Regions from separate parts of the Hordeum vulgare genome. Here region 2 is linked to region 1. Evidence: chromatin contacts called from public Hi-C data. All regions are on one chromosome and are shown on one strand. Each heading gives the region's core, a stretch centred on a gene start, on an enhancer-like site or on the middle of the called end of the contact. The rest is flanking DNA. Distances are from core to core; before and after follow the strand shown.

Region 1 (6,972 bases), core at 2,209-4,708:
CCTAGGGTGGTCGTTGCACCTTGCCTTGGGGGCCAAGGCAACCCCTAGGGCGCCGCCCCACCCCTTGGGGAAACTCTAAGGGGTCCGGCCTCCTCCACTTACCCATATATATATATATATAATATGGGAGGGAGGGCTGGCCTAGCACCCTTCCCACGCCCTCATGGCAACCCTCCGTCTCTCACGTTGCTCCTCCTTCCTCGTTCTAGTAGTGCTTGGCGAAGCCCTATCGGAGTAGCTCCACCACCACCTCCACCACACCGTCCTACTGTCAGAGAACACATCTACTACTCCGCCCTTGCTCGTTGGATCGAGGAGGCGGAGACGTCATTGAGCTGCACGTGTGCTGAACGCGAAGGCGTCGTCCGTTCGGCGCATGATCGGGCTGAATCCCGACTCGATCGTGAAGACGTAGAACTACACAAACCGTGTTTTAAACGCTTCCGCTTAACGGTCTATAAGGGTACGTAGACACACTCTCCCTCTCGTTGTTATGCATCTTCATGGATACATCTTGCATGTGCGTAGTAATTTTTTTGTTTCCCATGCAATGTTCCCAGTAAGATATTCTGCCACCCAACCAGCATACCCCTAGCCGACCCAAACGCCCGGATTGACCGACAATTCTAATATCTGGCCCAAGTCTGGGGCGGATAGGGGATGCTCGGACGCACTGAGGCACACACCCCACGTAGGCGTGGACCGTTACGGCCCGCGCCTCCCTTACCTATCCCCGCAAATATGCGAGTCCACAAACCCTAGCCTCACTCCTATCTCTCCCTCTCTCCCCCTCTTGCCCGCTTTGCTCCTTTTCAAGTTTGCCACCCTTCTCACCCGCTCGGCTTGTCTTTATTGTCTCTCCGTGTCATGGATTCGACGACCTCTTCGAACAAGGAGGAGCTCGCGCTCTGCATTGTTCTTCGTCACGAATGGACCGGGCGGTAGCTCTTCCTGGTTGGCAATAGGCTCGTTGTAGGTGGACTGCTCCTCGTCTGTCACACACCGCACACGGCCGATGCGCTCCCAGCCATCTCAGGCCAGGTATCACAGTGGACATTGCCACACGACACCGCCATCAACTACCCCTCTGGGTAGCCGATGGGTGCGGGTGTCGGCGACTCCTAACCCACAGTCGTGGTTACAATAGCTGGAGATGGGGCACCTTAATCGAATGGCAATGAGGGCAGTCGTGCAAGTCTCTAAATGCGGTAGATTTGCGCCGGAAGCACAACCTTGCGTCCCCGACAACAACAGGGTGCTACACCTTGCCATATGACGTTCATACACGTCGGCGAAGTCAGACGTCCGCAGTTGGCGGAGTCAGACGCCCGCCGTCGACATCTCAAAAATGTTACGACCCTCCGTTGGGCATTGAAGGAGTCCGAGAAGCTCGCCTGGAAGAAGTCCAAGGCGGCGCATAGAGCCACGCATCCCGTGATGGAGCAGAGTCGTATCGCCTCACGCATGGCATGCGTCCTCACCTCCGTCTCCAACGCGGACAACGACACAATGACGGACGTTGCCCCGCCCGTAGCCGACGTGTATATGGAAGAGCCTAGTCAAGACCGCAAGGCGACGGGGCCTGTACGCAAGTGGTGAACTCCGATCGCCCCTCTGTATGTTCATTTACTTTGTTTAAGTTTACTAAGCTTAAGTTGGATGAACTCGACCATTTTGGTGAACTGCTGCGTTCGATGTCGGATTTTGTATGTTTTGCGTATTCTGTTATTGATCTACGCACGTTGCATGGTTTGTATGACTTTGGTTACCCATTTTAGGCAATCGTCGTTGTATTAAAAAATGTATGAAAAAACCATTGAACATGTATTTAAAAATGTTAATCTTGTATTTGAAAAACATTTATCAACCATTTGCAAAATGTTAAAAATGTGTACAGAAAAAATGATGACCGTGTATCCAAGAAATGTTAACTAGGCATTTGAAAAATCTTAAATGTGTATAAATAAAATGCTTCTCGTATATAAGAAACATACATGCCAGAAAATATACAGTGTGAAAGAAAAAAGTTGATCATGTGTTCCAAAAATGATAATCAAGCATTTGAAAAAATGTTGAACAAGTGTTTGGAAAAATTATTCAAGCTTTTGAAAAGTGTGAAATAATTATAGAAATAGGTTCACCATGTACTAAAAATATGTTAATCTTATATTGGAAAAGCTTTAGTTGAGAAATTCAAAATGTAAAATGTGTATGTAAAAAATGTTGACTATGTATTCAGTAATGTTAATCCTGTATTCGAAAAATGGTAATCAAACATTTAATAAATATTTAAAATGAGTAAAAAAATGTTGGTCATGTGATGTAAAATGTGAAACTTGTATTTAAAAAGTGTTAAAAACATGTATTAGAAAAGTCTTCTTGACATATATGAGAAATGTATGATGAAAACCAAAATAAACAAAGCAAAAACTTTAAAAGCAAAGAAGAAACAAAAGAAACTGAAAAAAAAATGAAACAAACCGAAAACCAAAAGATTAATATAAAAAGTATGGTAAACGATGAAAACCAAGGAAAATAAAAAATCTTCAAAACCCAGAGAAGAAAGCAAAAAAAAAAGGAAAAGAAAATGAGGAAGAAAAGAAAGATATATGTAAACCATGAAATAATCAAAAGGGAAACCAAATAGAACGAGAGAAAAAAACTTCAAGATCAAATCAAAGTATAACAAAGAAAATAGAAAACCAAGAAAATCAAAGAAGAAATAAGAAAACCAAGAACTATAAAGAAAATAAATAACATATCAGCGAACGAGTGACGAAAGGACGAAATGACTAACACGTTATTGGGCCATCCGAAACGCGCATTATGCAAGAACGCTTCAACGAAACGGGTGCTAGTCTCGCCATAAGCATGGCTGGGAGGTCCTATACGGTGCCTGCAGGGCCGTTTAGGCAAACAGACGCCTGCGGCCCTTCTTCTAGTGGGCCGGCCCATGTAAAATATACTGGTCCTTAAATTTTTAAAAAGAGTTCATAAAATTTCAAGATAAATAAGATTTGCGAAAAACTTCAATGATTTTTAAAAAAAGTTCACCAATTTATTAAATATTTTTATGTATTTTCAAAAAGCTCGCAGAATTTGAAAAATATCATTGATTTTCAAAAGAAGTTCATCAATTTTCAAAAATTCAAAAAAATCCACGAATTTTAAATTATATTCACCGATTTTCAAAAAAGATCATCGATTTAATAAAAAATCATTAATTTTCAAAAATGTTCATCGATTTGAAAAAATGTTTACGGGTAAAGCACATACCAGATCTCTAAATGGGCCGGCTATGGTGGATCGCTGCAGGCGCCGGTTAAATAAAATTTACTTTTAACCAACGCGTGTGGCGCTAAATAGGGTTTTCCCTGATATACGGACGCTTAGTGCACGAAATAGGAACCAGGCATGCGCATTTCGTCATGTTGTCCAGCATTCTCACAGGGGTTCATGACTGGGCGATGAACTGGGCTTGTTAAACCTTCTAGAATGCGCCAGGTGTTTTCCCCGTTTTGGGGAGCTACTAGAAGGCCCGTGACTAATTTTTTGTTTCTATTACCTTTTCCCTTTTCCCTTTATTTTTTACTTTATTTTCTTAAATTAAAAAAATAAAGCTCGTGCCTTTCAAAAACTGTTTGTAAGTTTCACAACAAATTTTGCATTTTCATATTTATTCGGGAGTTTCAAAAAAAGTTCCAATTTCTACAAAAATTCCGTCGCTTCATTTTTTTGACATTTTGTAATTCGTTTATGTGTTTATAAAATGTTCACACTTCCAAAAAATGTTCCTGTTTCAAAGATATTTGCAAATTCAAATAATGTTCGCTTTAAAAAAAGGACTTGAAATACAATTTTTCAAATCGTGTTTTAAATATTGTTAGGAGTTTAAAGAATGTTCATGTTTTGGAAATATTGTTCATATATTCTAAAAAGTGTTCATGATTCTCTAACATTGTACACATGGTTTGAGAATATTTGAGTTTAGAAAAACTTGTCCACGATTTTTGAAAAGTGTTCACATTTCATAAAACTTCCATTTTTCCGAACAAAAAACTGATTCTTTATAATCATGAACAATGTTTGAAATCCCGAGTAATTTTAAAGGGCGAGGAATTTCGGAAATTTTAGAACATTTTTTGGAAAATGAACATTTTCTGAAAATACGACCATTTTCCAAAATAGGATATTAATTTTCGAATACATGAAGATTTAATTGAGCTTTTGAACAAAAATGAGGATTGAGAACACTTTTTGCAATTTTTTAACACAAGTTCAAAAACAGAAATAATTTTTGAAAATTCTGATTAATTTTCTAAATTCCCATACATTTAAAAAATCTAAACATTTTTTAAAGGAACTTTCTCAATAAACAAAAAAATATGGATGGATCATGTTTTGTTTGGCTCTTATAAATTTGCGCAGCCATATAGTCACCTGCTCTATAGCCGAATGTCTCATGTCCAATTGGGTGCTTGATCGATTCATCTTGAATTATATTCGCTACAATGCTCGACTGCTCCGTCATACGCATCCCGCTCACTTCGGTTGTGGTACAATGGGCCGGCCTTGTCGAGTTGCATGTGTGTTCGTTGTACATTCTGCCATAATAAGCAACATATAGAAGCTTCCGTGATTAGAAGTCATCTTTGCTTCCTTTTCGCGTGCGTCTATCAGAGCATCATCCAATCAGTCTCTTAGTGATCGAATGCAAGAGTGGACCAACTAGTTCACGTTAGCCATTAAGAGCTCCATGTATGTGTCACTACAAGGAATATGCTAGTACACGACGCTATTTTTTCGTCGCTACATCGTCACGGTTTTTCATTTACGACGATCGCACGACGAAAAACCAAGCGTCGAAAAGGGAGCGTCAGAAATGAACAGCAACGACGTTTTGGTCAAAATCATCGTAACTTTACGACGATTCCTGGATTGTCGTAACCTTTACGACGATCCTAAATCATCGCTGACAATCAAACTCAGTCCTACGTGGCAGTTCTACGTGGCAAAATTACGATGAAATCAAAACGTCATGGCTGAAATCAGCCCAACCCATTTCAATTGATCACATGGGCTCGTTTTATTTTTTTTGGCTATTCTTATTGGGCTTCTTTTGGGCCTTGGCCTATTTTCAGCCACTTTAGTTTTTTTTCGAATTTTTTTTGGGCCCTCGCCTTTTAGTGCCCAAATACATTTGGTCCAGTTTCATTTTTGGCCTTTTTTCATTTTTGAATTCAGCAACTTTTTGTTCCAAAACTTGGTTTAATTTCTATTTGTTGGGCCTTTTCAACCCAATTATTTGTCCAGTATTAAAGCCAACACTATTTCATATTCAAATCAAGAAATCTCCAAGTAGAATTAAAATTATCCATCATATAACATGACAAAATACATCTCCCAGGTTTACATGACACAATAACTCATCTCAGGAATACATTTCCTAACACACATATAGCAAGAACGGACAACATCCTCCAAATCCTTTTGTCCATCGCCAAGTTGAAGACAGCAGCGGCTCCTGCTAGCGAGCATCTTGCCATCAGAAGGATCGCGACCATCTTGCCATCAGAAGGATCAACTTTTAGTGCCTGCGCCCAACCAAGCAGCATGCATGTGTCAACATATATACTGACTGAAGTTATAATAGCAAATTCTTCCAAGGGATACAATAAAATTGCAAACGGATATAGCAAATAAAGGGCAGACACATAATCGCAGGTACTAAATCATCAAAATAACTCATGAAGATAATATCTACTCAACAGAGGCCTATGCAAGAATTAATACTTCATGTCACTTTTTGTCATTGGAACTTCTACAGCATAATCGCAGGTACTGAATCATCAAAATAACTCATGAAGATAATATCTACTCCACAGAGGCCTATGCAAGAATTAATACTTCATGTCACTTTTTGTCATTGGAACTTCTATAGCAATTCTTCTGTAAAACAGGTTAATTGCTGGTTTTGTGGTTTACACTTCAGACAGTAAGCTACATCCAAGGAGAAGATGATGTTGATACTAGCCATTTAAAAGATTAAACTCTATAAAAGGTGCGTGTGTGCATGTAGAACATTTCCCACTTCAAACTTTTACAAATTAACTTTTAAAAGATCTAGACCGACCAATTCATTCCAGTTTATATGATCATGTACATAATGTTCAGCATAGTCATAACATCCTTACTGAAACTATGCCCTAGAGGCAATAAAAAAATAGTTATTATATTTCCTTGTCCAAGATAATCGTTTATTATCCATGCTAGAATTGTATTGATTGGAAACTCAAATGCATGTGTGGATACATAAACAACACACTGTCCCTAGTAGGCCTCTAATGAACTAGCTCGTTGATCAAAGATGGTCAAGGTTTCCTGACCATAGACATGATTTTCCATTTGACAACGGGGTCACATCATTAGGAGAATGATGTGATGGACAAGACTCAAACTATAAACGTAGTATATAATCGTGTTAGTTTACTGCTACTGTTTTCTGCATGTCAAGTATCTGTTCCTATGACCATGAGATCATGCAACTCCCGGACACCAGAGGAATTCCTTGTGTGTATCAAACGTCACAACATAACAGGGTGACTATAAAGGTGCTATACAGGTATCTCCGTAGGTGTCTATTGGGTTGGTGTGAATCGAGACTCGGATTTGTCACTCCGTATGACGGAGAGGTATCTCTGGGACCGCTCAGTAATACAACATCACAATGAGCTTGCAAGCAATATGACTAAGGAGTTGGTCACGGGATTTTGTATTACGGAACGAGTAAAGAGACTTTCTGGTTGATGTCTACTACACAACCTTCTTATTGTAGACTCGTGTTGGGCCTCCAAGCACAGAGTTTTGTAGGACAATAGCAATTTTTTCTCAGGTGGATGACCTAAGGTTTATCAATTCGTGGGAGGCGTAGGATGAAGATGGTATCTCTCAAGCAACCCTGCAATCAAATAA
Region 2 (7,107 bases), core at 3,448-5,947, 120 kb after region 1:
ATATAAGAAACTGACACACGGAACAAGTTTTACGATATTTTTAACCCGTTGCAACGCTACATGCATTTGTACTAGTAAAAACATAAGCCAATAAAAGGTGGTGTAATTAAAACAATTTTTAAGAAATGATGCCAAAAAAAATGAAACGGTTGGACCAAAGACCAAAGCACTCCGCCTGGCAGCAAAAGGAACGCTATTCTTTTTTGACTTCACTAGGGAGCGGCGCCGCACATTCATGACATAAGTTTTCCCGTGCGGTGCTTCCTTCCATCCATTTCTTACATGCATGCAACATTACACAAGCATGACATCATTAAATATTCTTCTCATTTTGCATTTAAAAATATTTATCTTTCAAACTTTTATCTCAATTAATGATCCGCTTTCATCACTGACTTTTCGCGACGAGATCTTCAAAACTAGATCCCATGTCAATATGTTTCGATAACTTTTATTTTCGTCGATACTTACCAGATTACTATCTCTTATTTGTCGCATTATTTATCGCATTATTTGTCATATAGTTCTCACATTAAATCAACTTGGTTATCAGGATTATGAATGTCGATATACCCCACTAAAAAACTTGATTCATTGTACTTGTGCTAGTTCATCCATTTACTTGCTTATTTTAGTGCTTCAATACCCATTTTTTAGCTTCACATAACATTGAATGCTTAATAAATATAAATATTTTGTCCCGATAACTATGTATAATTTTTGTGACAACTATATACTCATAAGATGACAACTATGATGACATAAATATGGCAACTAGGAACGGCGAAAAATTTATTGAAACATGTCAACATGAGATCTTATTTTGAGGGTCTCGTCGAGACAAACCTAACGGTGAAGGCGAATCTTGAATCAAATTATTAACCTGTGAGATAAATCATTTTTTAAGTTCAAAAAAGCACTTAATGCGATGATGTAAGCATGAGGTAGAAGATTCTTGTATATGCATGAAGCTATGCGAGCAGTTGCATGAAAAAGCTGTGGTGCGGCGCCTTTCTTTAGATTTTCCCTTCTTTTTTGAAGTAGTAGAGAATCAGACTCTAATCCTTTTTTTGAACTTATCAGACTCTCTATACTTGCAACTTATAACATGGATGAAAGTTAAGTTACATACGACTACATGCCTAGTTTTGCAATATAGATTTTCTTTAAAAAAACTACAGTAATCTAAAATCTCGGTATATGAATGCATGGGCAATGAATACCTCTGTTTCTAAAAGTCACGACTTTTTTTTTCACTTCGGTTTAGAAAGAAGAGGTAGAGGTCTCTTTCTCAAATAATACACGGGAAAACGGCATTCAGAATATTACAGTTTATAAAAGTAGCTAACAATCTTGCATCTTGAGAAGATTTACGGCGTTGTCAATTTGATACCATCTTGAGAAGATTTACCTTGTTGTCACCCACTCTCACGACTTTCTATCAACATTGCATAGATGCTGCCTAAATTTTGGTTATTCAGGAATCTGAGCAATGTATTGTGTCCACATGTTTGTAGTCATTTTACATCGGTCGCAGATCTATGTTGTCATCCTTGTTTTTTATGGTGTCACCCTCATTTTTTCACCCAGAAAAAGTGTCACGTCCTTTTGTCTTAACTTCTCAGAACATCGAGATTTTTGATCGGTTGCTTTACAACATTGCATTGATGCTGCCTAATTTTTTGTTGTTCCGGAATCTGAGCTATGTCATGTGTCCATATGATTGTGGCCACTTTGCATCGGTTGCAAGCCTATGGTGCCACTCTCGTTTCTCTGCCCAAAGGACGTATCGTGTCCTCATGTCTTAACTTCTCAAAGTGTCAAGACCATTGCTCGGTAGCTTTCCATCAACATTGCATTGTTGCTGCCTAAATTCGGGATCGGGTAGGGATGATAATGGGTATCCATTACCCACGTACCCTACGGGTAAAAAACCTATTAGGGTAAGGGTACGAGACAAAAATTTACCCATGTGTATATAAATAGGAAAATCTGAGACCCGTTGGGTAGAGCGGGTATGGGTATGGAATCATATAACCCATACCCATATACCCATGTACCCATATAAAATCTATGTAAACTCAAAATTATCTCTATAATCTACACGATGTCAATAATTTATGAATTGAAAGTGTATGTCTATGTGTTGTTGTTTATGACTATATGATGTTATTTTATAAGTATGTGTTGTAGTTATAATCTATTTTTGTAAACTATATGATACAATGCAGTTTATAACTATAAAATTTCTAAACTGATGTTTTGCAAATATGGGTAATTTTACCCGCGGGTACCCGTCTGCCCTGTCGGGTAACGGGTATGGGGAAAAAAAATCCCTGTTGACGGGTATGGGTAAGGGTAATGGGTAATATCATACGGGGCGGGTAAGGGTATGAGGAGGCTCCACCCGTCCAATACCCTCCGGATGTCATCCCTAGATCGGGTTGGTTTAGTTTTCTGGTGTATTCGTCCGGCTAGCTTTCATTGTCTTCGGAGTTTCTACATACCATTACCTGAGTTTTCTTTTCCAGGGTGGCGATATGCTTCTAGAATCACGGTGCCAAACTCTGTACCGATGAGTAATTGGCTGCTACTTCTACAAGCTCCTTGGAATATAAAGTTTGCTCCGTCAAGGAGGAGGCCCAGAGGTGGCAGTGAGCTATGCACATTGTGCACCGTCGGTGGATTCAGGAGAAAGAAGACTTCTTCATCCCACAGGATTCGAATGTATTTTTTTTATATGGATGTATTTGTTAGGACGAGTGATGTTTAATATATCACTTTAGGCCCTTTAAAAAATTGATTTTCAATTCTTAAATTCTATATGGGGGCTCCTATGTGTTGCATTTTGCATCAAATGGTTGCGCGACGCACAACGAGGCAACGAAGTTGCCCAGACTAAAATTGGGAGCACACCATGCAAAATTCCAAAATATCATGCACTCGCTTGAGTTCGAACACATGACCTCACCTACGAGCAAGCTGCTAACAAGCGGGGCTGAACATATTTGCTGACTAATAGGTAGCGCGGGGTGCATTCGATCAAACCTTTTATGAAAATTTAGATGCCATTTTTTCTTTAGAAAGTGAATATTTTTTGAAACACAGAAGTTTCAAAATTATTGAACAAAATTTTTGAAACGTCTACTTGAAGTTTCAAAATTATTGAACCAAAATTTTGAAACGTCTACTTTTTTTATCGAGCATAATTTCAAAAATGGGCATGTTTTCTGAAATTCTGATATATTTTTGAATATGTGATACATTTTGTAAATTAATGGTGAATAATAAATGAAAACTCTAATATTTTTAAAATTTTGAAATCACAAACTATTCGTGAATCTATGAACATTTTTTGGAAAAAGTCAATGGTTTCTGAGTTATTATTTTGAAAAGATATAAACGTTTTTCAAAAATACTAACATTTTTTAGATTTCCTCAACAATTTCGAAAACAAGAACATTTTGAAATTTGCGAACCAAAAAATGAAAATGGAACACTTGTTAAACGTGAATATATTTTGAATCTGTATGTTTTTTTGATAAATGGGAACTATTTTTTAATTTATGAATAAAAATTGAAAAAGGAAACATTTTTTAAAACTCCAAAGAATTTTCAGAACCAAAAAACAGTTTCTGAAATTTCATATTATTTGAATTTCTCTAACATATTTTAAAATTAAAATCAAACAAGAAACAAAGAAAAAAAGTACTCCCTCTGTCCTAAAATAAGTGTCTTGAGCTTAGTACAATTTTATACTAGAGTAGTACAAAGTTGAGACAATTATTTTGAGACAGAGGGAGTATTAAACTAAAAAAAACCTGGTTTAGAGATCTTTTAGAAGGTTCCCAAAGTTGATAAAACCGGCTGGGAAGAAAGTTTCCAAAACGGGAACTGTGCGGCTACACGTATAATGGAAGATGGGCCAACCGAATTGATAACATGTTTGTGCGATTGGTCGACCCTCTAACACAAAAAAACGTCAAATAGGGTCTTTCCATTCTATAAAAAATGTTACTGATGTATAGAAAAATATACAATGTATACAAATAATATATACATGTGGTCAAAAAAAGAAAAAGAAAGTATTGAAAAACTGTAGAAACTTGGTGAAAACTAAAAGAATGAAAACCCAAAGAAAACAGTGAAAAACCCCGATAAAAATCAGAGAGAGAGAAAAAAAAACTCACGCCGCTGCTACAAAACTGGATCGGCTGTGTTGCGCCATGAGACGAGCTAGAGCTACGTGTCATAACATGCGAGAAATAGCCCTATCGTGTCATAATAGACGAGAAATAACGTGCTACTTGTAAGCTTTTTTTTTAGCATAATATTCCCTCCAATAAAAAATATAAAAGCGTATACGTAGATCACTAGCAATGATCTACTCCCTCCGTTTCTAAATATAAGTCTTTTAAGAGATTTCACTAGGTGACTACATACGAAGCAAAATGAGTGAATATATACTCTAAAGTATGTCTACATACATCCGTATATAGTTCTTTAGTAGAATCTCTAGAAAGACTTATATTTAGGAACGAAGGGAGTAATAAACACTCTTGTATTTCTTTACAGAGGTAGGAATTTACTTCTTGCAAGCCCGCATATATACAAGTGACCAAAGTATACCAATCGATACAAGGACTGAAATTAAGCCCAGCCCATGTAGACGGATTTGTACAATAAGGCCCAACCTGATGAAGCCCATCTCCTGCATACTGCAGTCCCCCAAGAAAAATATCTCCCCGTCGCTCGCATCCAACGACCTCTCTCTGTTCGCTACCGAGCCCCCTTCGCCTATCTGCAGCTGTACATCCACACAAGACGAGCCCCCAAACCCAAAACCCTACCACGCCTCCGCGCCCATGGCCCCTCCCTCGCCGCGCCCCTCCGCCGCCGCTCCCTCCGGAGCGCCGGTCGACGCGCTCTTCCTCCAGAACCTGATGAGCCGCGTCCAGCTCCGCCCGCCCTTCCTGGACACCAACTCCTTCCTCACCCAGGACCTCGACGACTTCCTCCTCAACGAGATCGCCGCGCTCTCCGCCGCGGCGGGCGAGTCCGACGACGATGACGACGACCAAGAAGAAGGGGAGGACGGCGGCCTCTCCGATGGGGAGGGCTCCGCGGAGGCCAGGCGGCGCCGGATGCTCTCGCGGGAGGAGACCAAGCTGGAGAAGGAGATCGTCAGGATGGTGCTCGCCGGCGACGGGGACGCCCTCAAGCCCAACTCGGGCCAGTCCGTCGCCGTCGGCGACCACCACGTCTGCGTCGGCTTCCACGACGAGGCCGGCGGGGAGTACCGCGTGTGGGAGTGGCACGGCCACGTCATGCTCTTTGACGACGAGGACGGCTACTCCGCCGAGTACATCTACGGGAACCACTTCGAGCCGCTCGCTGCCGCCACTGCCAGGGCCAAGCAGAAGGACAAGGAGAAGAGAGAGAAAGACCTCACCTCGGGCCTCCGGGATTTGATTGTGGGTGATGGGGACGGTGGCAATGGCTTGAGTTTGAATGGCAATGGCGGAGGCCCCAGGGTGGTCCGCAGGAACGTCGTAAGTGCCCCTGCAGCAGCGCCTGCAAGGTAATCCTTTCTAGCAGTTTGCACCGGGGGCTGCTATGCTCGGAGTGAATGCATCAATACCAGGGGCAGAGCCAATAAAGTTTTAACCTTCTTTTCTCTAATGATTGTTTAAGCAGTCTCTTTTGATCTAAGGAGAAAGGCTCTGTAATTCACTTTTCGCATGATATATGCAATGTGCCCACTGGATTTTGGTTTGGAGTTTTTGTTCAATACTGAAAATATGTGCTGTTTCTTCTTCTCATATGAACCTACTAGGATACAAATTGGAGATAACACATAAGCTTCTGTTAAGTACTTGTCAATTTTTGTTCATACTTACTTCACATCCTCTTTGTTTACTTGTTACTGCTGCAAACCTGTAACTGCATTGGAACCTTTGTATCTTAGGTTAGCGGTGAAACTTTAGTGGTTAGTTAGTACCACCGGGTGATTATGTGTAGGCCTTGAAGAGTGAGGGGCACCTTTTAATTGACTCTCTTGGAGGTAATAATATATTTGGAGTTAATAAAGAGATCAAACTTTAGACCACTTAGGTGAAACACCGTTTAATTGTAGTCCATTTTCGTGTGATGCAAACTGGATTTTCTCTTTGTGACCTTTCTGATACAAACCTTGAACACAATTGATGTAGATGAGCCAGAATGATTTCTTAATCCCCTGCTATTATTCAACCTTTGGGTTTTCTGACTATGTAACTGCACTGGTAATCATTTCCTGAAAAAACTCAGTAGGATTGTTTTTTTTCTTTTTCCTAAAGCCCGAATAATGGATTTGGGTTGCATTTCTTCATCTCATTGCAGTGGCGGCGCCAGGAAATGAAGGCTGGGTATTCATCCAAATTTTTTTTTTGCTCTAAATGTGGTATATGAACCAAACAACACAAAACTAGTAATATATGAACAAAACAACACTATCATAACGGCAATAGTAATATTTCAATGTATCAGACCATAACGCCATAAATACATAAGTACCTTTTGATTGATAAAGTGATGATATCAAAATGAACAGGAGAAGTACAAGTACTAGATGCAGCTACTGTCCGATTCGGTGTGGATAGTTCCTCTGTTTTCCTTGGCTTTGAAGCCTTTTCCCACATTGCAAATATGCTACTGCCAACAATTCCACTCATCTTCATCTACATTAGGAAAACAAGGGGAACATAAATTTAAATACTTGCATCTGTTAAATAAATCGACTACCTGCATCTAGTAAATTAGAGCAAATCAAGAAATTCCCAAATTGAAGGCGGGGGCGGACCGACAGACTTATGTTTCTTTTCCCGGGGGGGGGGGGGGGGGGGTCCGTCTGCTGCTCCCTCCGAGCCGAAGAGTAGGGGCGGCCCGGCGGATTGGAAGAGAGGGTCCGAGGGAAGGGAGAGGGCCGGCCTCATGCATCTCTTACTGAATTGTACTGCACTGGCGCTTCTTGATTTTTGGAGTTACAACTTACAATTGATCCTGAAGATATATGCACCCTTTCTGACTCTTATCTTGTGGGAGGGCTACACTTAATTACTTATGTAC

What was found. Hi-C and Micro-C count contacts between places; a contact is called where the count stands out from the background.
Region 2: a Hi-C map of leaf shows a contact between it and region 1, with 2.6 times the contacts expected there. The contact joins the promoter of LOC123450623 here to the enhancer-like site in region 1. A contact is called at or near these places in 3 of 6 Hi-C or Micro-C datasets (leaf and seedling).

What each region holds. Positions count from the first base shown.
Region 1 is chr4H:467,092,218-467,099,189 of MorexV3_pseudomolecules_assembly, forward strand. No RefSeq gene overlaps it. Among protein-coding and RNA genes, the nearest start is that of LOC123446631, 110 kb to the right of the region's middle. Within about 2 kb of position 3,459, at least 2 of the 3 cell types and tissues checked have open chromatin away from gene starts, as enhancers often do. A contact at or near this core is called in leaf, where this site is marked.
Region 2 is chr4H:467,209,335-467,216,441 of MorexV3_pseudomolecules_assembly, forward strand. It overlaps LOC123450623, which reads left to right and starts at 4,698. Exons shown (of 1, transcript XM_045127781.1): 1 at 4,698-5,779. The coding sequence starts at 4,698. The coding sequence ends at 5,585. LOC123448989 (a long non-coding RNA gene) reads left to right here and starts at 6,899. Exons shown (of 2, transcript XR_006631946.1): 1 at 6,899-7,107.